Regions from separate parts of the Dromaius novaehollandiae genome. Here region 1 is linked to region 2. The links are chromatin contacts, called in public Hi-C maps. All regions are on one chromosome and are shown on one strand. The core of a region is the stretch at or near the end of the contact, and the rest is flanking DNA. Distances in the headings are between cores, read along the strand shown. Region 1 overlaps DCBLD1 (discoidin, CUB and LCCL domain containing 1). Region 2 holds the start of ROS1 (ROS proto-oncogene 1, receptor tyrosine kinase).

Region 1 (4,125 bases), core at 1,186-3,685, 66 kb after region 2:
AAACTAATTCACTAGGAAGTGAGGGTTACTCAACACCTAGAGACTGCCTAAAACCAAGAAGCCAGACAGCAATGACAGCTCTCTTGTGATCTACTGAACAAGAGAGACTTGGTGCACAGGAATGTTACTGTACAGCTTCTGAAATGAAAATAGAGTTTTAAAGGAGTCTACTGTGGAAGGCAGAAGGCAAACAAAGCCTGTGTACATAATATTGCAGTCTTGCTGGGTTCTGACATCTGAAGAAAGCATATGCTGTTTATCACTGTTTATAGCAAGAGAGATGTTATCACTGAAGCCTGTATATCTTATTTTCTGTAACTGATCTCAGTGCTCTGTTTGCAGTGTGTGCAATTTGTACATAGCTTTTATTTAAGGAGAATTTCTTAAGTTTCCTTTTCACCTGTGGAACTGAAAGGAGAAAAAAAAGCTATTGCAGAAAGACCTGTTTAAAAAAAAAAAAAAAAAAACAGGTTTCCTCCTCTGTCTTTATTTTATCTGCTGGTGTACTGGCAGCTGTAAATTTTGTATCTTATGGTTGTGGTGGTTCATTGCCTTTCCTCTGATAACTAACTGAAGACAGGGCATCATTATATTTCTTCTTAGGAGGGTAGAAGACATAAAACTACTTGAAGCATAAAGTGCACAAGAAAAGGCAGCTGAGCATTTAAATGCTGTGTTCAAACCCACCTTCCCAGCTGCCTTTTTAGCAGCAATTTTTACATGCTTGAATTTAATCTGGCATATGAGCTGAGCCTGTCTAATTTGCTGTTCACGTTAAAGACAGGTAAAAGGCTGAAACCCATTTTGGGTTCAAAGCCATGGTGATCACTTTGTAGACACATCTGCAACAGAAAAGAAAATCAACACCTGTTAATCTTCAAGAAATGTGTGCAGAACCAAAGTGTAAATTTATAGCTGAGAATTAAATTCCGTTCGAGCCCTAGCTGATGCTATTGCTGCTAGACTATAAGGAAGTTACTCCTTGACACGCAGCAGCACATGTTCCAAACTTTTCATTGCTCCACTAGGTATTTTTCTGTCCTACAAATTTAGTGCATTGTTTCTATTTGAAATATTTAGACAAAGTAAAGCACAATGTGTATATGATTTACTGTAGCATTTAAATTTGCAAAAGAGCAGATCAGCACAGTTGTTTTCAAATAGGTTTCTCCTTTGCAGGGAATGTGATCCTTAATTCTTTTTTTGGACAAACTTGAAAAAGTGTGGGGATAGCTGCAACGTGTTGCACAGTAGTTGGGTCCTCTTTCAGTAGAGGTGTCATTGAAGCTAAACAGCTTCCCATAGTGGCTGGAACTGTCCATTGCCATTCTCCCTGCAGCACTTGGAGCCTTACTTTGTATTCGGAAGTGTGTCCTAAGATATCAAGATGTGATACACTTCTGGGGATGAAGAATGGTGCTATATTTAAGGCACAGGTTGGGAAACCAGACCAGTAAAATCTGATCCGTGGGAAAGTCACTTACTATCTCAAGGCCCTCCATTTCTTTGTGTGTAAACTGGGATAATTTGCAAAGGATGCAACAAAGATTCTTTTTTTGTAAAGTACTTTCAGATCCTTGGATGGAAAGTGCTGTAAGAGTACAGAATAGTCGTAGTGATCCTATTTACAAATATTGCTAATTCTAGCCATATCTGATCTTAAGACAAGCTCTTAGTGGGTTCTTTGCATATGCTTGTTTTGTGGCCTGAACTGTGCAGTTCTCTCATGCTGATGCGCAGTGCATGTGATTCCTGTGCAAAGAAAAAAGAGTCAAGGTAACCTTGTAGCCTTCCTGTGTTTGCTGTCAATACAGTTTCTGTGAAATGTATAAAACACCTCAGGTTCTGAAGTGAAACAGCAGCAGCCTGTTTGTTAGACTGAGTCAGGCAGTGTTGTTTACCTTCTGTTGTTTACATGTCTATGTAAATAAAGAACACTGGTATTTGTAAATCAGTCACACAGGCCTGGTGCTTAACTTGGTAACTTTTTAATCATCACCACACACCCACTCTTGTCACATATCCCGCAGGGTGAGAAGGAAGTGTTCCTTACGCTGTGCAAAAGTGCCCGCTGTGCTGCTGCAATTTATGTTCTCAGTATGACTGGCTAAAAAAAGATCATCTCGGTGCCCCATTTAGCCTGACTTTTCTGCCCATAATCTCTACAGGAGAAGTGCCCAAGAACAAAATTCTGTGGCCAAACTGCTGCTGGATGTATATAATTGAGGAAAGGATGAGGATGCCCTCCTGATGAGCCTGACACTAATACTCCACCCACATAGCTAATTAGCCTGACTTGTCACTTTACAAACAAGCAGAGCTCAGTAATCAGAGTTATTCCCTAGCTAATGAGGCACCAACATATTGCAGCAGTGCAACAGGACAAGGCTATTAGGCAACAGATGACATGGCTTGTTTTATTATAATCTTTTGGCATGCTTCAGCCACATGCTTTCTGCATCTGCAGTATGCTACTTTTCAAGTGTCAGAGGGCTCTTGGCACATGATTGTTTTCTGCTGCCATTCAAATCCATCTCAACACAGCTGTTTTAGCCCAATAAAAAGTGGGGTCTCAAATTGCACCTTGCCTTCATTCGCCACCCCCTCAAAAGAACCCTGCAAAACTGCAAAAACATGGCTTAAAATAAATCCCCAAATCTCTCCCCCTCCTTGTGTTACAGTGACTTGGTGCTGACAGGGACGGATGCAGCACAAGAGCCCTGTAAGCAGTCACAGCTTTAGTCACTACCATGGTGCTTCATCATTCAAGTCTGAGTGACCAGCAAAAGCATTGGGCTTCTCCACCTCTGCCCTGGAAATACGCAGTTTTTAATGGCCTGAGAGCAGATATTCAGGAAAGTAAGGAAACATCCTAGCTGTACTGGCTGTTCTCTCTATCTTGATAGTGGTGGGGATAAAAAATGCTGAAATAGCATGGAAAGGAGACTGCCTCAGTCTTCCAGTGGTGGCTTATTCTCATGCCCCTCCTTAGAATGGCTTTACACAAACACACACAGAAATCAAAGTCTAGCCCATCTTCATCAACTTGTCCTCACAGATAAAACCAGTTGCAGGTATAACACTGTCAGCCTTATCAAACATTGAACTTTAAAAAAAAAAAATTCCTTCGCATCACTGGCTACTAAGATCACGAAGGAGGTTAGAATGTGTCCCATTTTGAAGTATTTACACACTTGGAAGGGCTGCGTTTGCTCTGGATCTCCCTCCAATGCCTCTAGAGATTGTGTTAAGAGAAGAGGCTAACTAACTTCTTTGTGAATTTGACCCTCTGGTTAAAAGAGACTTTGCAATAGCATTTCAGTACCAAACCTCATTCCTTAGCAAACACTCCCAGGAGGCTGGAACAGTAAACTCAAACCAGAGTTCATAAGAAGGTTAAATATTAACTGATTGTAGCCCTAAGGGCCTACCTGTTCCAGCTGCAGTAGATGTTAAGTCTCTTTGACTTTGCTAGGAACAGGGTCATGCACTGCAACTGCACATTAGTCTGCAACTAAGCAAATTGAAGAATGCTCTTGAGGTAAGAAAGTGTAAAAGATGTTGTACCCTACCTACAACTGAAATGAAAAAAAAAAATGACAGCTTACCTTAAGTTTCCAGCTGGTGCCTTATAGGAAAGAAAAAAAAGAAAAAAAATTCTTCAAACAACCGCAGCAAAAATACAAAGATGTTCTTTGCTCTCATCTCCTTGAACCTGGGAAATAGATTCCAATCTTTTTTTAGCTCGTCCATCAAGTACCTTGTTGGAAAGTACCTTTCCAACACTTGATACTAAAGCTTCTCCCTCCCCCCCCCAAAATGCAACTTTAAATAGTATTTCCTTATTTCTTTTAGTTTCAATAGCTTTAGCACCAGATATTATATCCTGCCTTAGTACTCTTTCCAGTTATCTACATATTTTATATGAAACAGGCAACCAATTAAAATTAGTCCTTGATTTGCAGATTGGAACTAGGATTTCCTGAGCTCCATGGATGGTCCTTTCCCACTCACTTATAACATTGTCCATTGTCTCTTTTACTGACTTCCTCTGGACACAGCACTTGCCATCATCTCCTCCTCCTCTTTTTCTGCATACATAGCTTCAACAGAACGGGTTCAACC
Region 2 (3,988 bases), core at 396-2,895:
TCTTGCTAAAAGTACTGCAGAGCTAAGGTGCCTATTCTTTCACATCATCATTCAAAGTGTGTAAAACCAGTCACCTCCTGTGAAGTGCAAATGATTTGGGGATGTATCTAACAGCCCCTGAGAAGCTGGATGTTAGGTCTTTCTTAAGTTTGGTCCTGCAAGCAGGTAAGAACATCCTGAACAAGGCAACTCTCGGGAAGAAATTTTCAGCACACAGGGCATAACATGACAACAGCGACGAACCCCGGCCTCACACACAGCTGTCACAAAGCAAATGCGAACACACAAGTATATTTGGAGGAGAAAAAGGAGATTTACAACTCTCAGCTCCAAGATTATCTTTTCCTCATGTTTACTGAACAGGAATACTATTTGCCTGTGTTTCAAAGCTGATAGGAAGAGCAAAGCATTTCTTCTTCTAAATTAATTTAAGCTTAAAACAAAGAATCCCCTTTAAAGCTATCCTTGCATGCTAGGCTCCGATCAGGGATGGCAATTAGCTCTTTCACTGGTGCCAGAGTTGACTGTGGCTCAGAAGCAGTTTTAAAGGAACTGTCAGACAAATGTATGAAATAAAATAGAGCAGGTGATAGTCCTTTGCAGTAGCTTTACAGAGTTCATTAGCCCCAGGGCACAAAATGTCCTTTTCACAGAGTAAAGGTACATGGTCTTCTAGACAACATCAACATCTAGGGCAAATAAAAACAAGCAGGTAACTTCTGAAAGTCTGAAGCAGAATTATTATTTGGATTTCAGAGTTTTTGCTTATCTTTGTTATGCATCAGTAGAAGGAAAAATAATAAATTCCACTCCACTACTCAAAGGAACACTAAGAAAGCACAACATCAAGGCTCCAACAACTTTCTTTTCTTCTTAAAGATATAGCCACAGTTAAAAGCATGGACAATTTAAAAGAGAAGCTAGAACCAGTTCAGGATATTTATGCAAGACACAGGTCCCTAGCCAATTTCTTGTGAATTTATAATTTTCCTAGTTTTATATAAGAAAAGTCACAGACCAGACAGAAATCCACAAGTAAAGTGAATATACTGAAAGAACAAAGGCCTTCGCCCTCCACCATCTAGGATCTTAGCATTTACAGTAATTTCAGCAACGGTGGGAATAGAAAGTACAAAACAAAAACCTTGCAGTCTGGTTAATGTGATTTTTTCCTTACATGGTGCTCTGTGAATTCAAATGTAAAACATAACTTCTCAAACTCTGCTTTTACTCAAATACATTCTTTAAAAAACAATTTCAGAAACCTGATTTGTAAAAGAAAATTCTGACAACGCTAACAACCACATATGTTTGAAAAAATTACGTATGTTTTTTAAAAACTTACCAGGTTACTCGTACATAGGTTTTGACAATTTTGTGAGGAAGTACAATACACTGCAGAAATCCATACATAGTAAAAAGCAGCAAGTCTGTTTAGCGGGAGAGTCCACAGGCAAATGTTCCTCATAACTTAAACAAGTTCATCTGGCAGCCTGATACTTTTCTTCATTCAGCCATACAAATTTCTTTAAGTCTAGATGATGGAGACCCAGCTGTGAAATTTCTACATTTCAATTTATTAAATATTTTTAAAATCCTTGTTTACAATCCATTCCTTCTATAACTTTTCAGCTTCCTGGAGCACTTGTCTTGAAATTGCGCAACGTGTATTTTACAGTTTCTTATTAAACCACTGAAACAAAAGAGGTGACCAATGAAAATCAGCGTATCTCCTTACATAAATGTCATTAACATGAAGAGGAAACTAAGTGGAATGCTTTTAATCCGGTGTTGCAAACAGCAAAGAAAGAGGGAAACAGTGGGAGAAACCTTGCCTGAACTTAATTTCTACTATGATTAAGCTATTTCTAAATATTCAGGTGGCTACAACTGAGAAAGTTTATTCATAATGAAGAATAACTTTGTTCAAACAACCATAGCTACAGTCCATATCATTCAGCACAAAAATGTTAATTAATTCTATTTTTAATGACTGTTTCCAAATGTTTTTCCAAATGTTCCACACCAACACCAAAATACCACTCAAAGCAGACCCCTCTTTACCTCCTCAGGCAGTGTAGACACAGGCTAACCAGGGCTAATATACATGGGAGTCTTTATATGAGCAGGTACAATTACACTGGTAACTTTTTGCCCATACCATGAAAGAAAATTGAAGCCGAGAGATAAATCATATATTTGATTCAGAGGGAGGTGAAGAGTCCTAAATATGCTAAAGTTGGAGGTTGATTCAGTGGCAATACAAGTTTAAGATATATGCAGCTCCCTTCAGCCCCCACTCTGTGACACTTCTCTGTACTGGCAGAGCTATCCACAGGTTCATTTTGTGAACAGGATCAGGAAATCAATCCAACTTCTAAAAATATATATACATACATAAAAGTATATATATGTGTGCAAAAATAACATAGCATTTTGATGATCAGTTTAAGTTTCTCTTTCCTGTCATTGCGACTTAAAGAGGGGACTTGCTTTCCCCCAAACCTAAATATTCCATCACCTTCCCAGGCCCCGCTGTCTTGCAGAGCAAACATTCATGTGGCCATGCAATGAACCAGGATGAGAATTTGGCTAACACTAATGCTGTAACAACATGAACAAATCAGTCAGCATTAACCAATGCTGGTTTCTCTGATTCAGTTCATGGTGCAGCCCCCATGCGCTGCTATGCCAGTGCGTGGTAGATGAAAGGAACTGACAGCACAGAAGCAGGAGCAAAGGTTGATCCGGGCTGGGAAGAGCCAATCGATACATAGCACCAGGCGGCCCGAGGAAGGAAGGGCTTTGTGGAACAGGCTCCTTCCTTTCCTTCCACATTTGGGGGCCTCTTTGTGCATCATCTCAGCCTCCTCGCTGTTGCTTGAGAGAGCTCCTAGGCGAGAGTGACTGTGGGCTTCCAGCTATGTCAGTCAGGGAGAGTTACTGCCCCGTCCGTTTGTCGCTATTTCTCTCCAGGAGGACACTGCCCTCTCCAACCCACCAGCAAAGTTGCTCAAGAGGGAACTCACTAGTTCCAGCCAAAATGAGCCAGATTAGTCTGACTGCTTAAATAGTAGCTCTTTGGTAATTCAGCTCAATTTGGCTGAAGAAAGTTCATGAGAGTTCACAGGAGCAGCAAAACTGAAAAGGGAGCCAGTGACAGGCAGCTGTAACCTGGGGTTTCTTCCAGAAGCTGAGCAGTCTGTGCTTTAGATCTTTAGACCAGTTCTAGGACCCTCAAGATTTGGTCTCTGTGGCTAGTAAATTGAATGTGCCCACGTCCATACCTTGGCACCCAGGTGAGGTGGCATGGAGGAGCCCACATCCTCACTTGAAAACTCTCTTGCACTCCAAAAGAAGATGGCCACAACCAAAACAGCTTTGGAGAATGGTCCCTGGCTTTTACTAGCTCCCAAACTGCTCCTGGAAATTGTTTGGGATAGTGCTGATATGGAGAAAAACTGTGCCAGGGACCTTTCTAACAATTTAACCGTTGATCTATGTGGTCACTCAAAGCCTACTGATCAGGAATGCTCCCTCGCACAGCTTTGATTTACTACTTTAGATGTAGCCTGGATAAACATATGTGTCTATGTTCAAATCTTAAAAAAAGCCCTCTTTTTGAATTGCTTTTAGTTCTTCAGTATCTTTTTTTTTTTTTTTTTTTTTTTTTTTAAGAAATTGGTTGGTTATGATCTCCATTATTCATTCTGGGGTAAACCAAAGACATTTTGCTATATCTATACAAACTCTGAAAAAGTGTACAGTGCAGGAGCAGCCACACCAAAGCTTGCTTTCTACAGGAACTGCTACTGCTCCCCAGCCCTATTTTAGCACCACTTACCCAATATCCCATCATCCATGGCAGGGAGTGGAGGGAGACACAGCATCAGACACCTGCCCATGTCGAGTGCCCATGAGGACCGTTGGTGACTGTGCTCTTAGATTGCCAAGGGTTGCACTGTGCCTCTGGATGCACCACAGAGCT

The links. Hi-C and Micro-C count contacts between places; a contact is called where the count stands out from the background.
Region 1: a contact with region 2 is called in a Hi-C map of brain, with 5 times the contacts expected there. The contact joins the enhancer-like site here to the promoter of ROS1 in region 2. A contact is called at or near these places in 3 of 4 Hi-C or Micro-C datasets (brain, liver and ovary).

What each region holds. Positions count from the first base shown.
Region 1 is chr3:55,154,371-55,158,495 of bDroNov1.hap1, forward strand. It overlaps DCBLD1 (discoidin, CUB and LCCL domain containing 1), which reads left to right. Exons shown (of 15, transcript XM_026123526.2): 15 at 1-1,954. The coding sequence ends at 89. Among named protein-coding and RNA genes, the nearest start is that of GOPC, 39 kb to the right of the region's middle. Within about 2 kb of position 2,436, at least 1 of the 2 cell types and tissues checked has open chromatin away from gene starts, as enhancers often do.
Region 2 is chr3:55,088,921-55,092,908 of bDroNov1.hap1, forward strand. It overlaps ROS1 (ROS proto-oncogene 1, receptor tyrosine kinase), which reads right to left and starts at 1,646. Exons shown (of 44, transcript XM_064508916.1): 1 at 1,346-1,646. The coding sequence starts at 1,468.